Linked DNA regions of Sus scrofa: region 1 is linked to region 2. The links are chromatin contacts, called in public Hi-C maps. All regions are on one chromosome and are shown on one strand. Each heading gives the region's core, a stretch centred on a gene start, on an enhancer-like site or on the middle of the called end of the contact. The rest is flanking DNA. Distances are from core to core; before and after follow the strand shown.

Region 1 (5,019 bases), core at 1,773-4,272, 170 kb after region 2:
ACAGCTGGGCTCCATGCCCCCGAGTCTGGAGCAGTGGGTCAGCACAGGGTCTGAGATGCCACAGTTAGGACAAGCACCCAGACTGCTGCTGGCCCGCAGACCCTCGCTGAGAAGCAAGAACAAAGGACAGATGCCTCGACCTCGGCACTATATCCCGTGCATTGTAAGATGTTCACCAGCATCCCTGGCCTCTGCCTGCTGGATGCCCGGAGCAACACCCAATCTGCCTCTGCTCCCCCAACAGACGGCCCAAAACATCTGCAGATATGGCACACGGTCCACTGGTCTAGAGCAGCAGAGGCTCAGATACCTGTGCAGGATGAGCAGAGCCAAGTGTGGTGATTGATTAGTGATGCCTGCCTCGGGCCCCAGCAGGGAGCATGGTGGTAAGTGTGCCCCACATCTGCCTGCTCTGCCCTGACTGTCTCAGGCTCAGAGCTAGAGGGAAGGGGAGGGACTCTGCTTTCCCCTCCCAGCTGTCCCGGGAGCTGTTCGCTTTCCTGTAATAAAAGACTTTGCTTGCTTGCTGCCTGTGTGTTCGCGAAGTCCAAGAACAAGAACCCGGATTCCAGTAACATCTTTCCGGCATCATCTTTTGGGGGCTCGTCTGGGATCTGACCCACTACACCATTGCTCACAAGTTCATTTGCAGGCTCCGTGAACAAGAACCCAGATTCCGGTAGCATCTTTCTGGTGTCATCTCTTGGGGGCTCGTCTGGGAATCCGGATCCAACACACCAGCACTTGTAAGCTAAGGCTTTGCAGTTTTTGCTTTTGAGGACCCCTCAGATTCGCCACGTGACTAACTTGGACTGTCCTGCCTCAAGGATTTAGAGATGGCCTTCACTTATGTGGGCAGGCATCAGCCAGAGATCTGGCAAACTTTAGGCCTTCTAAGCCTGTTAAAGTTATCCAATATGGAGTTCCCAGTGTAGCACAGTGGAAACGAACCCTACTAGGAACTGTAAGGTTGCCGGTTCAATCCCTGGCCTCGCTCAGTGGATTAAGGATCTGGTGTTGCCGTGAGCTGTGGTGTAGATCACAGATGCGGCTTGGATCCCCCGTGGCTGTGGCTGTGGTGTAGGCTGGTGGCTACAGCTCCGATTCGACCCCTAGCCTGCGAACCTCCATATGCTGCGGAAGCGGCCCTAAAGAGAAAGAAAAAAAAAAAGTTACTCAATAGGTGGACGCCCTTCTTCTCAGTGCTGATACTGAAGAACAGCGTAAGGATGGGTCTGGGTCCCTGCAAGATCGCCGGCAGCAGGCTCATAGGATGTCCGATCCAGCTCCAGCCTTTGGAGCCGCCCTCTGGAACTGGTTTGCTCAACAGAGCTGTCACCGTGACCTTGATCCTTTTATTTGGACCCTGTACAGTTAACTACTTCTCGCTTCATTACATCCCAACAGAAAGCCGTCAAGCTTCAAATGGTGAGGAAGGGGTGCCCAATGGAACGTATCGAAGCCCACCCGACTGTCCCGTGAGCGGAGACCTAACTGCTTTCCCCGGACAACGCCCCTTTGCAGCAGGAGGCAGTCAGAGCGGTTGTCACCCCTTTTCCACCCCGCAGTGAGAGTCTCCAGCTCCAGAGGAGGGATTGAGGCAGAATCCTAACTCAGGTCGTCTGCAGGAGCACGGGCTTCGATGCCGCCTTTGCTGTGGCCGTTGATGAACGCGTGCAGCTTCAGGGCTCCAGGGAGAAACGTCCCCGCAGGCCCTGTTAACTCTGGGGAGTGTCCCTACGCCCAGATGGACATTCACCTCTACCCGCTCCTCAGCCGATAGAGAAGGAACGAGAGGAATGGGGACTCGAGTCTATGCAAAGAGAAGGGCAACGAAGCCATGAGATTTACGGGGCATTTCCGGCCCTCAGACCCCTATTGGCCAAGGACTGATACAGGTAACGAGGTGAGGCCGAGGGGAGAAAACCACATCCTTCTGGACCCCACCTTGGTGCCCCCCCATCTTGAAAGGATAAAAACCCCTACAGGACAGTAGAGAGAGGGGGCTCTTCTCCGCCCTCCCAGGTGTCCTGGGAGGTGTTTGCTTGCAAAAAAAAAATAATAAATAAATAAATAAGGGGAAGGGGAGACGAGCGAGGCTCAGCGCACACACCTTGCAGCCGCCGGCTCAGTTCCATGGAGAAGAGGACCAGCGCCAGCTTACTCTGGCAGTAGGCTGCCTTTGTGTCGTACTTCCTCTTTTCCCAGTTCAGGTCGTCAAAGTCGATGTGCCCAGCAACGTGGGCCAAGGACGAGAGGTTGATGATTCGAGAGGGGGCAGAGGCTTTCAGCTTGTCCAGCAGCAAGTTGGTCAAAAGAAAGTGACCTGCGGGAAGGAAAAAGAAATTGTACTGAATTCTGGCCATGTGCCCAGGACCACACTGCGAACATCCCCGTGTGTCATCCTCCCAATAACCCACCCAGCTTCCTCAACAGGGTCCAGCTTTGCCCCCCAGGGGCCACTGGGCAGTATGGAGACGGCGTTGATCATCCTGCGGGCGGCACGATGAGGGCGGACGGGGTACTGCTGCCACCTAGTGGGTGGAGGCAGGGATGCTGCTAAAATCCCACAGTGCACGAGATGGTGCCCACGACAGAGAACGCCCCCGCCCCAGATGTCAAGCCCTGCGACAACCCTCTATGAGGTCAGCTGGAGAAGAGAAGGGCTTCTGTCTCCAGAGAGCCTTTCTCCATTTCTTCCCCGGTGATAGAATGTTTGCTGCTGCAAGAGACGGTCCAGGGAAGGACTACATTTCCCAGAGCCCCATGTGGCTCCACCAGGTCATGTGACAGAGCCCCAGCCAATAGGGGTGAAGGGTGGTAACACCTGCGTTATGGGTTGAATTGTGCCCCCCGCAACCCCACTAAAAATAGGTTGAGGTCCTACAACCTCAGAGTGTGACTGTGTTTGGGGACAGGGGCTCTAGAGAGGTGATCAGGTTAAATGAGGTCATTAGGATGAACCCGAGTCCTCTAAGACTGGGGGCCACCCGAGATCCATGTGCCTCGCCCTTACTAATGGACTCCAGCTGTATTCAGGGCGACAGCGGATATCCTGACACGCTGGGTGAAGGACAGACAAACGAAGGGACCCAAGGCCGAGAGGCTGAGGGAGGGTCTGAAGGACGGAAGGTCCAACGATGAACAGGTGACTCCCTGAGCCACTGGGTGACCCCACCCACGGCCGCCTGGCCACCCTGGAGATGGGGGGAAGGGCCCCTCCTCCTGGAGCCTGTGTCTGACTCATGCACCCCCCTTCCCCTGCTCACACCCCAGGCCGATGCCACTCACCCAGGTAGTTAACGCCAAGCTGCATCTCAAAGCCATCCTCCGTGGTCCAGTGGGGGCACCGCATCACGGCAGCGTTGTTGATCAGGACGTGCAGGTGCTCCTCCTCTGGAAGACAGGCGTGGGGACAGCGTGTGACTCAGGTTCCCCTCTGTAAAAGGGGTAATGATAGAACCGGCCGGGCGGAAGGCTTAATGAGTATTCATTCAACAGTATCTTCTGCAACCTCAGTGTCCATCCAGTGACAGGAATGGACGAAGATGCGCTACATACATACAACAGACACAGCCATAAAAAAGGGAGACTGGAGTTCCCGCTGTGGCGCCATGGGATGGATGGTGTCTTTGCAGCACCAGGACACAGGTTCGACCCCCTGGGCCAGCACAGTGGATTAAAAGATGCAGCACTCCCACAGCGGTGGCATCGATCATACCTGCAGCTCAGATCTGACCCCTGGCCTGTGAATTTCCTATGCCGTGGGGTGGCCAAAAAAGAAAGGGAAAAAAAAAAAAAAAAACACCCAGAAAATGCCATCTGTAGCAACATGGATGGGCCTAGAAATGATTGTACTAAATGAAATTAGAAAAAGACAAATAACCATGGAATCGTTTATATGCGGAACCTTAATAAATCGCACAATTTATTGCCAAAACAAAGAGAGACTCGGAGATGTAGAGAACAAACTTACGGTTACCAAAGGGGGAGATGAATCAGGAGTCTGGGATTAGCAGATACAAACTACCCTATAGAAAACAGAATCAACAAGGACCTACTGTATATGGAGTTCCCGTTGTGGTGCAGTAGTTAACGAACCCGACTAGGAACCATGAGGTTGCAGGTTCGATCCCCGGCCTCACTCAGTGGGTTAAGGATCCAGCGTTGCCGTGAGCTGCGATGTAGGTCGAAGACACGGCTCGGATCCCCCGTGGCTGTGGCTCTGGCGTAGGCCAGTGGCTCCAGCTCCAATTAGACCCCTAGCCTGGGAACCTCCATATGCCGCAGGAGCGGCCCTAGAAATGGCAAAAAGACAAAAAAAAAAAAAAACAAAAAACAAGGACCTACTGTATATACAGCACAGGAAACTCTACTGCATATCTTGTAATAACCTATAATGGAAAAGAATCTGAAAAATAGGTTAACAGACAGATAATGTATAACTGAATCGCTACTGTACACCTAAAACCAAAACAACATTGTTAAATCAACTCTACTTCAATTTAAAAAAAAAAAAGCGTTTTTTTTGGCTTTTTAGGGCCGCATCCACGGCATATGGAGGTTCCCAGGCTAGGGGTCGAATCAGAGCTGTAGCCGTTAGCCTACACCACAGCCGCAGCGACACCGGATCCGAGCCGCATCTGTGACCTACACCACAGCTCATGGCAACGCCAGATCCTTAACCCACTGATCGAGGCCAGGGATTGAACCCACATCCTCATGGATACCAGCCATGACAGGAACTCCAACTTCAATAAAAATTTTTAAAAAGCCAAGTATTTTCTTTTTTTTTTTTTTTTGTCTTTTGTCTTTTTGTTGTTGTTGTTGCTATTTCTTGGGCCACTCCCGCGGCATATGGAGGTTCCCAGGCTAGGGGTTGAATCGGAGCTGTAGCCACCGGCCTATGCCAGAGCCACAGCAACGTGGGATCCGAGCCGCATCTGTGACCTACACCACAGCTCACGGCAACGCCCGATCGTTAACCCACTGAGCAAGGGCAGGGACTGAACCCGTAAC
Region 2 (4,857 bases), core at 2,190-4,689:
ATGGACACCTCTGTCACACGTCAGGCGCAGCAGCCATACTTCATCTTACTGTTTAGAAATGTTGAGTGAGCAGGTGACAGAGTCAACAAGAACTCCTTTTTCTGGAAACTAGGCAACTGGATAGGCTCATTTTTTCCCCCTCACTCCTATTACAGATGAGCCATGATAGATATGATAAGAACAAGATACGGCTGGGGCAGCCACAGAGACACCAGAGCGTCTTTTGTCCCAAACTGAAAAGTGGGTTTTTTTGGTTTTGGTTTTTGTCTTTTCTAGGGCTGCACCCACAGCATATGGAGGTTCCCAGGCTAGGAGTCTAATCAGAGCTGTTGCTGCCGGCCTACACCACAGCCACAGCCACGCCGGATCCTTAACCCACTGAGCAAGGCCAGGGATGGAACCCACAACCTTGTGGTTCCTAGTCAGGTTCGTTAACCACTGCGCCACGACGGGAACTCCAAAAGTGGTTTTTTTAACTGAAATACAATGGACAGCTCACATTGTGTAGATGCACACGGCACTGATGTGAGGTATTTCTCTACTATAAAGCGACTGCCACTGCAGGGTAAGCTAATCCTGCTATCCCATCACCGAGTTACCATTTCTTTTTGTGTGTGGTTGGAATAATGAAGATCTGGTCCCTGAGCAAGTTGGATGGTTTTCACACGATACTGTTTATCTATAACCGCACACTGTGCCTCAGATCTCCGGGACGTGTCTACTCGTTCCAAGTTTGTACCCTTAAAATCATCTTCCCAGGTCCCCCGCCCCAGGCTTTGGGAACCACCATTCTACTCTGTTTCTATGAGTTTCACTTTTTTAGATTTGACTTCTAAGTGGTGTCATCTAGCATTTATCTTTCTCTGACTCATCTCGGCCTAACGCCCACGAGGTCCCTCTTAGTTGTTACAAATGCCAACACTTCCTTCCTTCTCATGGCTGAAATACATATATGCATGCATGTATTATTTTATGTTATGTTGTATGTATATAGACACATATCTTTTGTCTTTTCTAGGGCCGCACCAGAGGCATATGGAGGTTCCCAGGCTAGGAACTACCACTGCCGGCCTACACCACAGCCACACCAACGCCAGATCCTTAATCCACTGAACGAGGCCAGGGATCGAACCCGCAACCTCATGGTTCCTAGTTGGATTCATTAACCACTGAGCCACGATGGGAACTCCCACTTATGTATTATATAACTATCTTACACACACACACACACACACCTCCCTATTTTCTAAGCAGGCTTGCATCATCCTATACCATAGCACAGGTTTGGCCCACCTCCCTTTCTCAAAGAGCTCATGTGCTTGGGGATGTTCTGCAGGTGGACGCTACAGCATCCGGACCTCGGGGCTGTCGGGGGAGGGGAGGCTTGAGGGCTGAGAGGGCATCTCCTCCCTCCGCCTCGGCCCAGCCTCTCCTGCTGCCGTCTGCCCCCACGGTCTCCCACGTCCCCAGGGAACGACTCTGAGGCGGGCCCTCCCGTCGACCTCCCTGCCTGTTGCCCTCATCCCATCTCACGCAACGGATGCCCTGAGAAGTCAGGAGGGCGGGGGAAGGACCAAATCCCAGCTCCCCTAAAACCTCTGTTCCCGACACAAGCTGTGGCCCTTCTGTTTTGCCTTCCACTTGCCGAAAGAAGGGAACAGGAGCGTCCTCTTGGGAATGGAGGCGTTCGTGATGAATGCCAAGGATTTGTCTGGGCTCCCAGTTACAACATCACCACCACCCATACCTGGAGTTTTTCTAACTCTGGGTTAGCAACAGGAGCTAAAGCTTCAGAACACAGATGCGATCAGGCAGAAGTCGGCCCATGTCCTTCCACTCGTAGTGGTCCCTGGATGCGGCCATCAATGGCCCGGAGATACCACCCACCCTGGCAGAGTCTGCTCTGGAACCTGGTTTCTCACCTCCTACTTCCTCTGAAGCTGAAGCTGTTTTTATAACAAACACTGATGGGCTTCCTGGAACTCTCAGTGGACACGTCTCAGCCCTTATCTCATCTGGGTTCCTCTGTCAGTGGTCTGTGACCACGTCCTCTCTCAAGCAGGACACCGAGCCAGGCCCTGGGGCTCTCGAGTGCCAGAGCTGGGAGGGTCTACGGCCGACCAGCACGTCTCTGGACACAAGTCTGGGCTGACCTCATTTAATGCCATGGCTTCCATTTCTCCCGGGGGGTCCAGACCTCAACGTGTACCTTTGAAGGAGCCAAAATCAGCCCATGGCAAGGACCCTGAGCATTGCAGGGAGTCGAGCAGCATCCTTGGCCTCGACACATTTGAGGCCGGGAGCACCCACCCAGCAGGTGACAACCAAAAAGCTCTCCGGACATTGCCAAACAGCCCCTTGGGGACAAAATTAAGAACCCCTGTTTTTGTTTGTTTTGTTTTTTGTCTTTTTGCCATTTCTTGAGCCGCTCTCACGGCATATGGAATTTCCCAGGCTAAGGGTCGAATCGGAGCTGTAGCCACCCGCCTACACCAGAGTCACAGCAACACGGGATCCGAGCCGCGTCTGCGACCCACACCACAGCTCACAACAACGCCAGATCTTTAACCCACTGAGCAAGGCCAGGGACTAAACCTGCAACCCCATGGTTCCTAGTCGGATTGGTTAACCACTGAGCCACGACGGGAACTCCAAGAACCCCGGTATTAAGAACCCCTAGCTTGGAAGGATATAAATGGGATGCTGGATGAGGTGAGCGTGATGGGGGAGGGACCTCACTGAGAGCCATCCGGTGGGTAGCTCGGCGAGGGCCTGTTGATGGTACTGAGAATGGGCAGCCACGTGAGATGCTGCAACGCTCCAAAAACACTCGCCCACAAGGCGGAAAAGAACAGTGAGTCCCAGGCCCAAGGCGGGGAAGTAGCAAAATGCCCAGCACAAGTGGAAGAGAGCGATCAAGAGGAAACAGAGCTGGAAAGAGCGTAGAGAGATCAGCAGGGCAAAGGGAAAACCTGAGTAAGGTTTCTCTTTGCAAAGCATCTCCGTCTATCCATGTTCTCCAGCGGTGCTTCATCTCTTCTCACTGACATGGAACCTATGGCCAGTCCCCTAAAACACAGCAGTGTTTGACCCAGAGTTTGGCCAAGTGCCCCGGACCTGTGACCAGGCCTTTCCCCCCAAATTGGGTGTTTTCAAAGGTGATTGTTATTTTCAGGCTGATAACCATCTAGGTCGGGGTTTCTCACCCCTGGTGTTGTTGACATTTGGGGCCAGAGAATTTGTGGTTGCGTGGGGGTGGGGCGCTGTACTGCGCATGGCACAACGTTTAGCAGCAGCTCGCAACTCTGCCTGCCAGACACCAGTGACACTCCATCTCCTAGCTGTGACAACCCAAAATGCCTCCTGACGTGGGGAGGGAGGAGAGGGAAGGTCAGCGCCCTCGAGAGCCACCAGGCTAGAGAGAGAGCTGGGAGTTTAGCCTGCCTCCCAGAACAGGAACCAGACACGGTCTGTGTGAGTGTCTGTGTGAGCCCCGGACGGACTGGGACGTGGGATGGGAAGTTGGGGGTGGATCTTCTGGGACACCAGACCCCAGCCTCGCCCTGACCAAAGCGGCCTGGAGGGTCTTACTCACTGGTCACCGACGGCTCCCCTGGATCCCTAAGCTCTGCCCAGGGTCCTCTCTCTCTGTAGAAAGAATGGTATCTCCCTGCTCTCTCTGCATCCATCTCTGAGACGTGCATGGACCCGGGCTCTGGACACAGGTCCCCCCCCCCTTGTTCCATGATGGAATGTTCTGCTCCTGACACCCTCTCGGTCTAGAGAGCACGTTCCACTTCCAGAGGACAGAGCCAGGGGCGACCACAGACTCCTGCTTTGGAATCATGAATCGGAGTTGCTGAAAGAGAAAGTCGGGCAACTAGCACGAAAGACCAAGTCCTGACTCCCTCTGAAATCAGCTCTCCATGCCGTCCTTCCTACTGAGACTTTGGCAGAAGCGACCTCATCACCCCGAATCTGCCTTCCGCAGCTCCCTTGCACAAAACGAGAAGAGGGATGAACAACCGTGAGCTTGTGGGAAGGACGCACCCGCCCGTGCCTGGCTCTTCTGTATCACACAGCCCTGGAAGGCAGCCCTGATCAGAACAGCCCAAAAGTCAAGAGTTGGCCTCCACTTCGAGGCGTTGGTGCCCCCCTCCCCAAAATCTTCTCTGAGGGACTCACTAAGGCTCAGCAGGACGGCGAGCATAGGAAACCAGATTCTGCAAGCACTCAGGGCCTCTGGCCCCACAGAGCTGAGCTGTGAAGGGATGGAGCTATGATGGGAACTATGATCAGAGGTCATCACACGATGAAGAGCTATGACGGGAGGTCAGGGAGAGGAACAAGATGCGGAAAGGGAAGCTCGCCTGATGCCACGAGGCTGAGGCTCTTACACCTGCTCTCCCAAAGAATAGGACAAGAACAAATAAGCTCCCCCTCCTGGATCTTTCACTCTGCGGAGCAGGAGGGCCTACGGGAGGGGGCAAGATCCTGAAGACATCACACCATCTCTGTCTGCTGTGGGGCTATCAACCTCAGGACGATGAGAGGATTCTGGGTTGTGGGGGCTGTTGTGGGCATTGTAGGATGTCTCTGCCCCCAGAAGCTGGTAGCACAACCAACTGGGACCGGGAAAATCCAAAGTCATCAAATCCATGGAAACAAAGTCAACTGATGGGTGATGAAAGAGTTCTGGGGAGCTCCCGTCATGGCCCAGTGGTTAGCGAATCCGACTAGGAACCATATGAGGTTGAGGGTTCAATCCCTGGCCTTGCTCCGTGGGTTAAGGATCCGGCGTTGCCGTGAGCTGCGGTATGGGTCACAGACGCGGCTCAGAGCCCACGTTGCTGTGGC

Evidence for each region. Hi-C and Micro-C count contacts between places; a contact is called where the count stands out from the background.
Region 1: a contact with region 2 is called in a Hi-C map of blood, with 3 times the contacts expected there. The contact joins two enhancer-like sites. A contact is called at or near these places in 2 of 47 Hi-C or Micro-C datasets (blood and undifferentiated spermatogonia).

Annotation. Positions count from the first base shown.
Region 1 is chr6:59,276,924-59,281,942 of Sscrofa11.1, forward strand. RDH13 (retinol dehydrogenase 13) reads right to left here. Exons shown (of 7, transcript XM_021094989.1): 4 at 3,292-3,396; 5 at 2,114-2,326. Among named protein-coding and RNA genes, the nearest start is that of RDH13, 14 kb to the right of the region's middle. Within about 2 kb of position 3,023, at least 14 of the 83 cell types and tissues checked have an H3K27ac peak or open chromatin away from gene starts, as enhancers often do.
Region 2 is chr6:59,105,847-59,110,703 of Sscrofa11.1, forward strand. No RefSeq gene overlaps it. Among named protein-coding and RNA genes, the nearest start is that of NCR1, 15 kb to the left of the region's middle. Within about 2 kb of position 3,440, at least 6 of the 83 cell types and tissues checked have an H3K27ac peak or open chromatin away from gene starts, as enhancers often do.